2 separate regions of the Mus musculus genome follow, and region 1 is linked to region 2. Evidence: chromatin contacts called from public promoter capture Hi-C data. All regions are on one chromosome and are shown on one strand. Each heading gives the region's core, a stretch centred on a gene start, on an enhancer-like site or on the middle of the called end of the contact. The rest is flanking DNA. Distances are from core to core; before and after follow the strand shown. Region 1 holds the start of Zbtb16 (zinc finger and BTB domain containing 16). Region 2 overlaps Zbtb16 (zinc finger and BTB domain containing 16).

Evidence for each region. Promoter capture Hi-C pulls out the DNA fragments that hold promoters and counts their contacts.
Region 1: a promoter capture Hi-C map of liver shows a contact between it and region 2, with 4 times the contacts expected there. The contact joins the promoter of Zbtb16 here to the enhancer-like site in region 2. A contact is called at or near these places in 5 of 39 promoter capture datasets (the 3T3-L1 cell line, cranial neural crest, hippocampal neurons and 1 more), 18 of 484 Hi-C or Micro-C datasets (the HL-1 cell line, the HPC-7 cell line, bone marrow-derived macrophages and 8 more), 17 of 115 datasets of contacts at active chromatin or transcription factors (the HPC-7 cell line, the SCID.adh cell line, astrocytes and 14 more) and 5 of 9 other capture datasets (adipose tissue, embryonic tail, liver and 2 more).

Annotation. Positions count from the first base shown.
Region 1 is chr9:48,834,932-48,838,301 of GRCm38.p6, forward strand. It overlaps Zbtb16 (zinc finger and BTB domain containing 16), which reads right to left and starts at 1,294. Exons shown (of 7, transcript NM_001364543.1): 1 at 1,123-1,294.
Region 2 is chr9:48,753,326-48,756,975 of GRCm38.p6, forward strand. The region is part of intron 2 of Zbtb16 (zinc finger and BTB domain containing 16); the gene reads right to left. Among named protein-coding and RNA genes, the nearest start is that of Zbtb16, 81 kb to the right of the region's middle. Within about 2 kb of position 2,261, at least 31 of the 459 cell types and tissues checked have an H3K27ac peak or open chromatin away from gene starts, as enhancers often do. A contact at or near this core is called in the SCID.adh cell line, embryonic tail and liver, where this site is marked.

The sequences.
Region 1 (3,370 bases), core at 44-2,543, 81 kb after region 2:
AAGGTCCGAGCGGGCTGGACGCCGCTGCTAGGCCGGCCCGGCAGCGCAACCCCCCCAGGGGAGAAAAGGATGCACAAAAGCCTGGAGGCGAGTGGTGGGAGGCCAAATGAGAAGAGATCTCTGGGTCCTCCACCTTCCACCCAAGATCACGATCCCCGGGAAGTCACCAGCAGGGTCCCCGGCCTCCCGCACCAGCTGCCGGCGTGCCCGAGTCAAACACGCTGGGAGCGTGGCGGGGAGGAGGCGAGCTGGTTGCAGCGGTGCGCTCCTGTGCATTCCGGTGGGGTCCGCAGGCTGGCAGGATCGTGCGCATTTCGAGCGCGTGCGGGAGCGTGCGAGGGGCTGGGCAAGCTTGCAGCGCGCCAGGGTGGGAAAGACATCCCGAATGCATCAGGTGCAGAGCCGGGAACCCACCGTGCGCGGCCGGGAGCGCACAGCGAGCTCCCGCTCCACCGGCCGTTCCCACCGAGAGCCGAGGAGGACTCGGAGCGCCAGAGTCTCTCCGAAGCGTCCCTCTCTCCTTAAAAGAGGGCATCAAGTCCAATCAAAAAAAGAAGAAAAAAATCCCACCACGTTTTCTCTAAAGAAAACAAAACCCGATCGGATACCAGTCCCCTCCCACCCGACCCCCAGGTTCACTCCTTGCTTCCTCCGGGTCTAGCTCCCCAGCTCGCCAGCGAATAAACACAAATAAATAAGACACAATCCTATCTCACGCCAAGCGCACCGGTCCGCATACATATGAGCACCCACAGGCTCTCTGCTCCTCCGCCAGCCCTTGCCTGTACAAAGACACCCAGTCCCCGACTACACGCGCCCGCAGCCCTGGCAGACCTCCCGGCCTGCCACCTCTCACCCGGACCGGACCGTGCCCGGAGAAGAAAGGTTGGTGAGGCAGCTGTGCCCAAGCTGACAGCCTCAGCGCCGCTTTCTAGCTGACCCCCAACGGGCACTGGCGATCGCTGCTGCAGCAGCAACCAGAGAACCCCGCACGAGCCCAGCGGCCGAGTGGCCAAAGCTAGCACCACCCGCCTAAACCTCTCCCGCCCCAGGGCGCCCTGGCGGGAGGCGGTCGCTGGGCGGTGCGAGTCCTTCCCGGGTTTCCTACACACATACACTTACCGCTTACGGAGCCTGGAGCTTGGGGTGGGTGTGCGTGCCTGGGGGGTTAGGGGTGTGCCTGGATCGGGGAAGGGGTGTTGCTGGGGAACTGTTGCTCCGGATCTCACGGCGGCAGCGGCGGCATCGCCCGGCAGTTCGCAGTACCCGCTCTCGTCACCCTTAACTCCTCTCTGCCGCTAGGTTAGCAAATCACCACCGGCTGCGGCGCCTCCGCCGCGTCCCACGTCAACGCCGAGCCCCCTCCCCTGCGAGGCCCCGGCGCCTCTCCATCTTTAGTGCTGGCGGCCGAGCCCGGCTCCCTGCCCACAGCTGCCCCCTCCCCTCCCCCTGGCCGGTCCTGGCCCGCCCACCCCGCCCCACCCCCGCCCTGGCAGAGCCCGTGCGCTCTCCCAGCCCTGCCCTCCCTTCCCGGGCGCTCCCCTCCCTTCCCAGCGCTCGGCGCTCCGGGCTTCTCCTGACATCTAGCTGCTGCCCCGGCGGCAGCGGCTGCTGCTCGTTGGCTAGGTGGAGAGGGCAAAAGGTTGCAAAGGAAGAGGAGCCGCAGAGGACCTGGCAGTCCCCAAGGGGTCAGAAGGATGAGTGGGAGAAGCGGTTCCCACTTTAGCCCCAGGTTTTTTCATTTCCACTGGGCATGCGGTGTATCCCGCGCCCCTAACTCCCCCAACTCCAGTACTCAAGAGCGCAGTTTTGTCCCGTTTTTTATTATTTGCACCAGTTCAGTGTGTGGCTTCTAGCTTTTCACTTTTTCTCAGGATTCGGATCGCATCCTCCCTTACCCTAGCTTTAAATGGGTCGTTTCCCAAGTCCCAAACCAGGCCTCTGATGCCTGACCACAGGAGTTCGCCGGATTTGGCCAGATAAATCTAAAGGGGCCAGTAGAAATCTGGTAGGAGGCAGCACCTCGATTTTGCTATCTAGATTGTTGCACACTGAGATGCGAAGGCCTGAGTAGTAATACTTTCTCACTCCTAATCTCGGGCATCCTCCCCGCCCGCACGCCCCCCCCCATCTTCCCCGGCCCCAGGAACCTGGATGGAAAGTTCTGAAGATTCTGCGCCTAACTCAGCTCTGCCTTCAGGAGCTACTGGAAGCTTGGAAGAGCGCTGGGCCGCTCCAGAGTACTTTCTTCCCTCAGCGGCTGGACCATTTTAAAGGGCGTACTTGAGATGACAAACCGTAGGGTAGAAAGACCAAAGGAAAAAAAATATTCCTTCTACCCGCGGAAAGCACCGTCTCCTCCTTTGCACACGAAGCTAGGCAGGGAATTGAGGTTGGAGGGTTCTTTTCTGAGCACTGGCCTCCGGCCAAAGCCCCAGCGCAGTGTTATTGGGGGTGTGGTGGAGAGCGCCACCCAGGGGTCTCAGAAAAGTCACCCACACAGCCCCACCCTCCAGTCCTAAGGTATTAGTTCCAGGCTTCAGTTTAGGGGTGCTGTGTTCTTGGCTTACCGCGGATCTCCCACAGGACCCACAGAATCGTATCTTGATTCCCCAGGAGCTAAAGGAGAAGGAAAGTGGGCGGTGAATGGAGACAAAAAAACCCACGAAGACCAGGTGGCAGAGCTTACACAAGATCTGCACGGGGGTCTGCTAACGTGGTGGTCATTTATAATAACAAGGCATCCTAACAATTGACACTCCCAGGTCTCAGATTAGCAGTGGGAGAGAGAAGTCCGCAGAACCGAGCACTGGGAAGCAAAGGAAGAAAACTACAATTGAGTTACCCTCTCATAGGCAGTGTCATGTGGGTGAGACAAGGCGAAACCCCCCTACCCCAGTCAGTTGGTATACAACAAAAAACACCTTGTGTAAAGGCTACCTGATTCTTTCAAGTTAAGGCGAACCCTCTGTAAGAAGTAGGGGATTTGAGGACGTTAAGAAGGAACTGCCATCTATAAAGAAAGCAAGAGTGGATGAGCAGAAGGGAACAGGAAAAACACACACCCCCCTGCCGTGAATGCCTGGCCATGGGAATGGAGCATTGAGCTTGTTGAGTTCCTGTCTAAAGAAGGCTTGCTATCTAGGGTCCACATCCACCTACCACCCTCTCTCCAGCAGTCACCGGAGAGGCACACGATTAACCTCTGATCCTATTCTACCATTAATCCTCAAATCAGAGAAAGAGAATCCGTAGACACAATGGAAACGAAAGAACAATTCCTTGCCTGGCCCTGGCCTCCCCCCCAACCCCAGCCATACTCACTCTATGTGAAAATCTCCCTTGCTTCATAAACTCTGCCCATTAAAGA
Region 2 (3,650 bases), core at 1,011-3,510:
AGAGAGAGAGAGAGAGAGAGAGAGAGAGAGAAAGAAAGAAAGAAAGAAAGAAAGAAAGAAAGAAAGAAAGAAAGAAAGAAAGAGAGAGAGACAGAGAGAGAGACAGAGACAGAGACAGAGACAGAGACAGACAGACAGACAGACAGAGAAGGGAGGAAGGAAGGAAGGAAGGAGAAAGAAAGAGAAGGAAAGAGAAGAAAGGAAGGGGGAGGGAGGAAGAAAGAGGAAGAGAGGAGGGAGGGATTAAGAAAGACACATATATACATACACCCAGAGGGAGGAGAGGGGAAGGAGGAGGAAGGAGAGGAAGAGGAGGAGGAGGGGGAGAAATACACAATCAGGTCATCTCAGGTTATTTAGTCCCAAAGGGAGCGTGTACCTTACTTCAAATTGAAGGGGCTTTCTGAAAACCACCAGCCAGAAAAGATACACTGGACTAGACTTCCCAACCTGAGCTACAGAGCAGCACAGAGAAGTCCCAAGGAAAGAGGTGGACCAATGGCCCCCACACTCCACTTCCAGGATCACCTCACACAGGTTTCAGGATGCACCTCAGGGAGGACACGTTGACTCTTTCCTTACCAATGCCCATGCTGAGTCTGCTACGCACCTGTGTGCCAACTCCCACATAAGCCGAACTGTGCCAGAGCCACAGCCTGCCGGGGTAGCTTCTATACCAACAGTGCTCTGTAACTGCCCTTTCTCAGTCTCCTTTCCAGGGTCTAACATTCCCTGCAGGTGCCCAATGGGCATTTGCTATTCCTTATCTCACCTAGACTGCAAGCTTTGTCAAGGCAGAAGCTATCCAGCGCGCTGTCAGAACCTGGCAGGAAGCCTGGGACACAGTCAGTGGGTATTTCTAAACAGAACTTTATTGAGATATTATCCACACACCCTACAATTTACCTTTTTAATGAGTACTGTTGAGAGGGTTTGCTTTTAGTACATTCACAGAAGTGTACACCCGTCACTGCTATCTGATTCTAGAATATTTTCCCTACACTAACAATGGCTGCCCTTCTCTCTTCTGTTTAAGCCCAGCCTCTAGCTAACCTACCTTCCTCTGTGCATTCGGCTATCTTGAACATGTCACAGATGGGGACATCATATAAGATGGGCCCCTTTAGATCTCACTTCTCTCGGAGAACACACTTGTTCAAGTTTTCTCCATAGTAGACCTACACAGGCTACCTCCTTCCTCTGTACACTGGAATACATGTCCTTGTATGTCTGTACCACACACTGTATATACAGTCACCAGATGATGGACAGGCGGCCATTTCAACCTTGTGGATGTCACAAACACGGCTGCTATGAGCATCAGCATGCAAGTTTGAACCTGTGATGGACAGACCATTTTCACGTCTGTTGGGTACATACCTAGAGACGGAACTGGCAGTCGTCATAATGCATCACCCATGCTCAGCACACTGAGGAACCAGTCTACATATCCTTCAGCCATGCTCACAGCTTCCACCAGCACAACATGGCTTTAAACTAAATGAATAAAGAGTCCTTCTGCCATGTAGGCAGTGGTCAAGGGACGAAGCCCCATGCTCCCCTGGCGTTCTAGTTCATTACCTGCACAGAGGACAGGCTACACTCAGGCTCAACAGGAACAGCAAAGAGTCGCTGTAATTTTTTTATAAAGATTTTTAATATTTTTATTTATGCATATGAGCATTTGCCTACATTTATGTATGCGCATGATGTGTGTGCCTGGTGCCCACAGAGGTCACAAAAGGGTGGTTGGATCTCCTGAAACTGGGGTTATGAATATTCGGGAGTTGCCGTGTGGGTGCTGGGAACTGAACCTGGGGCCTGTGCAAGATCAACAAGATCTCTTCACAGTTGAACCATCTCTCCAGCCCCTGAAAGAGTCCTTTTTAAAGGCATCAAATAGAAAAGCAAACGAAGACAAGGGAAGAAAAGTCCAGCTAGCCCACAATGATGACCACTCTCACACATATTATGTCAACCCCCTTCCTGCATCTGAAGTCCAGACTCAATAATCGAATGACACCATTCCCTAAACAGATTTAGCTGAAAAATCGAAAGGGATCCTGGCTCAAGTGTGACCAATTTTGATTTGGTCAACAGTGGGCTGTGTGATTTCACAGCCCTGTTGTCTCCGCTGGGAGGTCTGAAGGTAGACCTTGAAAGAAATGCTTGAAAATGAAAGTGTTTGGTGCTGAGGGTGGAACTCCTCCAAGCAGGCCCTGCCTCCCCCGCACCCAGGCCCTGCATCATGGCCTGGGCACATGCACAGGTAGCTCAAAATGAAACAAACAAAATACCTGGCAGATTCTAAGAGAGGGGCCCACAGAGTTGGCAGCTGGGCAAGCCACAAGTAAAGTTTGCCCTCTCTGTCTGAGCTTGACTGAGGAGGCAGAGCACCCTGAAGCAGGAAGCTCAGAGAAGCTCTGTGCACGGGTCCTAAACTTCTTGTTCCCTTCTCTGTGTGGAAGAAGGCAGCAGGTTCCCTTTCTACACGGACTTGCAAAGAACAAACAAACAAAGGCCGGACCGAGCAAGGCCCTTTGCAAGCTGCAGGTAATTAAAACAGCCTGTAAAGGCCCCAACCGAAAGCACTTCAAAGAGCCAGTAATTCCTGCAATGGCCAGTCAAGACTGTGTGGTGTAAAAATTATGAGTTTTCCCAACGGGGAGCTTTGTGTGAAAAGGACAGGAGTTGGTGGCAAAGGGGTGGTGGTGGGGTGAGCCACACGGTGGGGGGGGGTACAATTGGTGTCCATATTCAGGGTGCACAAGACTGTATAATATGTGAGGCACACACACGAGCCAGAGAATGAAGACGTGCGTGTGTGTGTGTGTGTGTGTGTGTGTGTGAGAGAGAGAGAGAGAGAGAGAGAGAGAGAGAGAGAGAGAGAGAGAGAGAGAGAGAGAGAGAATGAGCGAGAATGCGCACATTTATCAACGTTAAGACGGTCCAAGCATGTGGGCAGAGATAAAAGGAAAAATAAAATAAAGCCAACAAATATGCATCCTCTTCCCCACTGGGCCTCGTTTTCATGAGAAGTACCAGGCAGCACGCATGCCCCTCTGCCTCCTGACAAGCTCATGGGCCATGCATAATACCCAGACAGAGCGCGGGCCCCCAGGAGCAGCTGCGGCCCAAGCCACAGAGCCCTGCTCCAGCTCTCTGGATCTGCCTGCTTTCGTTCCCAGCATGGTGCACACCAGCCCGCAAGTGACTGCAGGTTCTTATCTTGAAACTAGGGGTGAAAAAGGGAGATTGATTTTTAACCTTGACTGACACCATTCACTAAGTCACCCTGTTCTGCCTACTGCCTGCCCTGGTAGTCTGTGCTGAGATGCTGTGGTGACAGGCTTCAGGACTCTGCTTTTTACAACATATGACAGATCTGAGGACGTGGCTCAGTAGCAGAACAAGGCCCTAGGTTCAATTCATAGCACTGCAATAACAACAACAACAACAACAACAATAATGTTTGTTGTTGTTAATATATTATTATGACACAATACAAAAAAATTCAGTGATCATATGTCAGTAGTCACCTGTATGCCAACAGTATGTCATACATTAACAAAGTGGAGAGCCTCTGGGTGTGGTGGCACATGACTTTAATCCAAGCACTCCAGAGGTACAGGTAGGTGGCATTCTGTGAG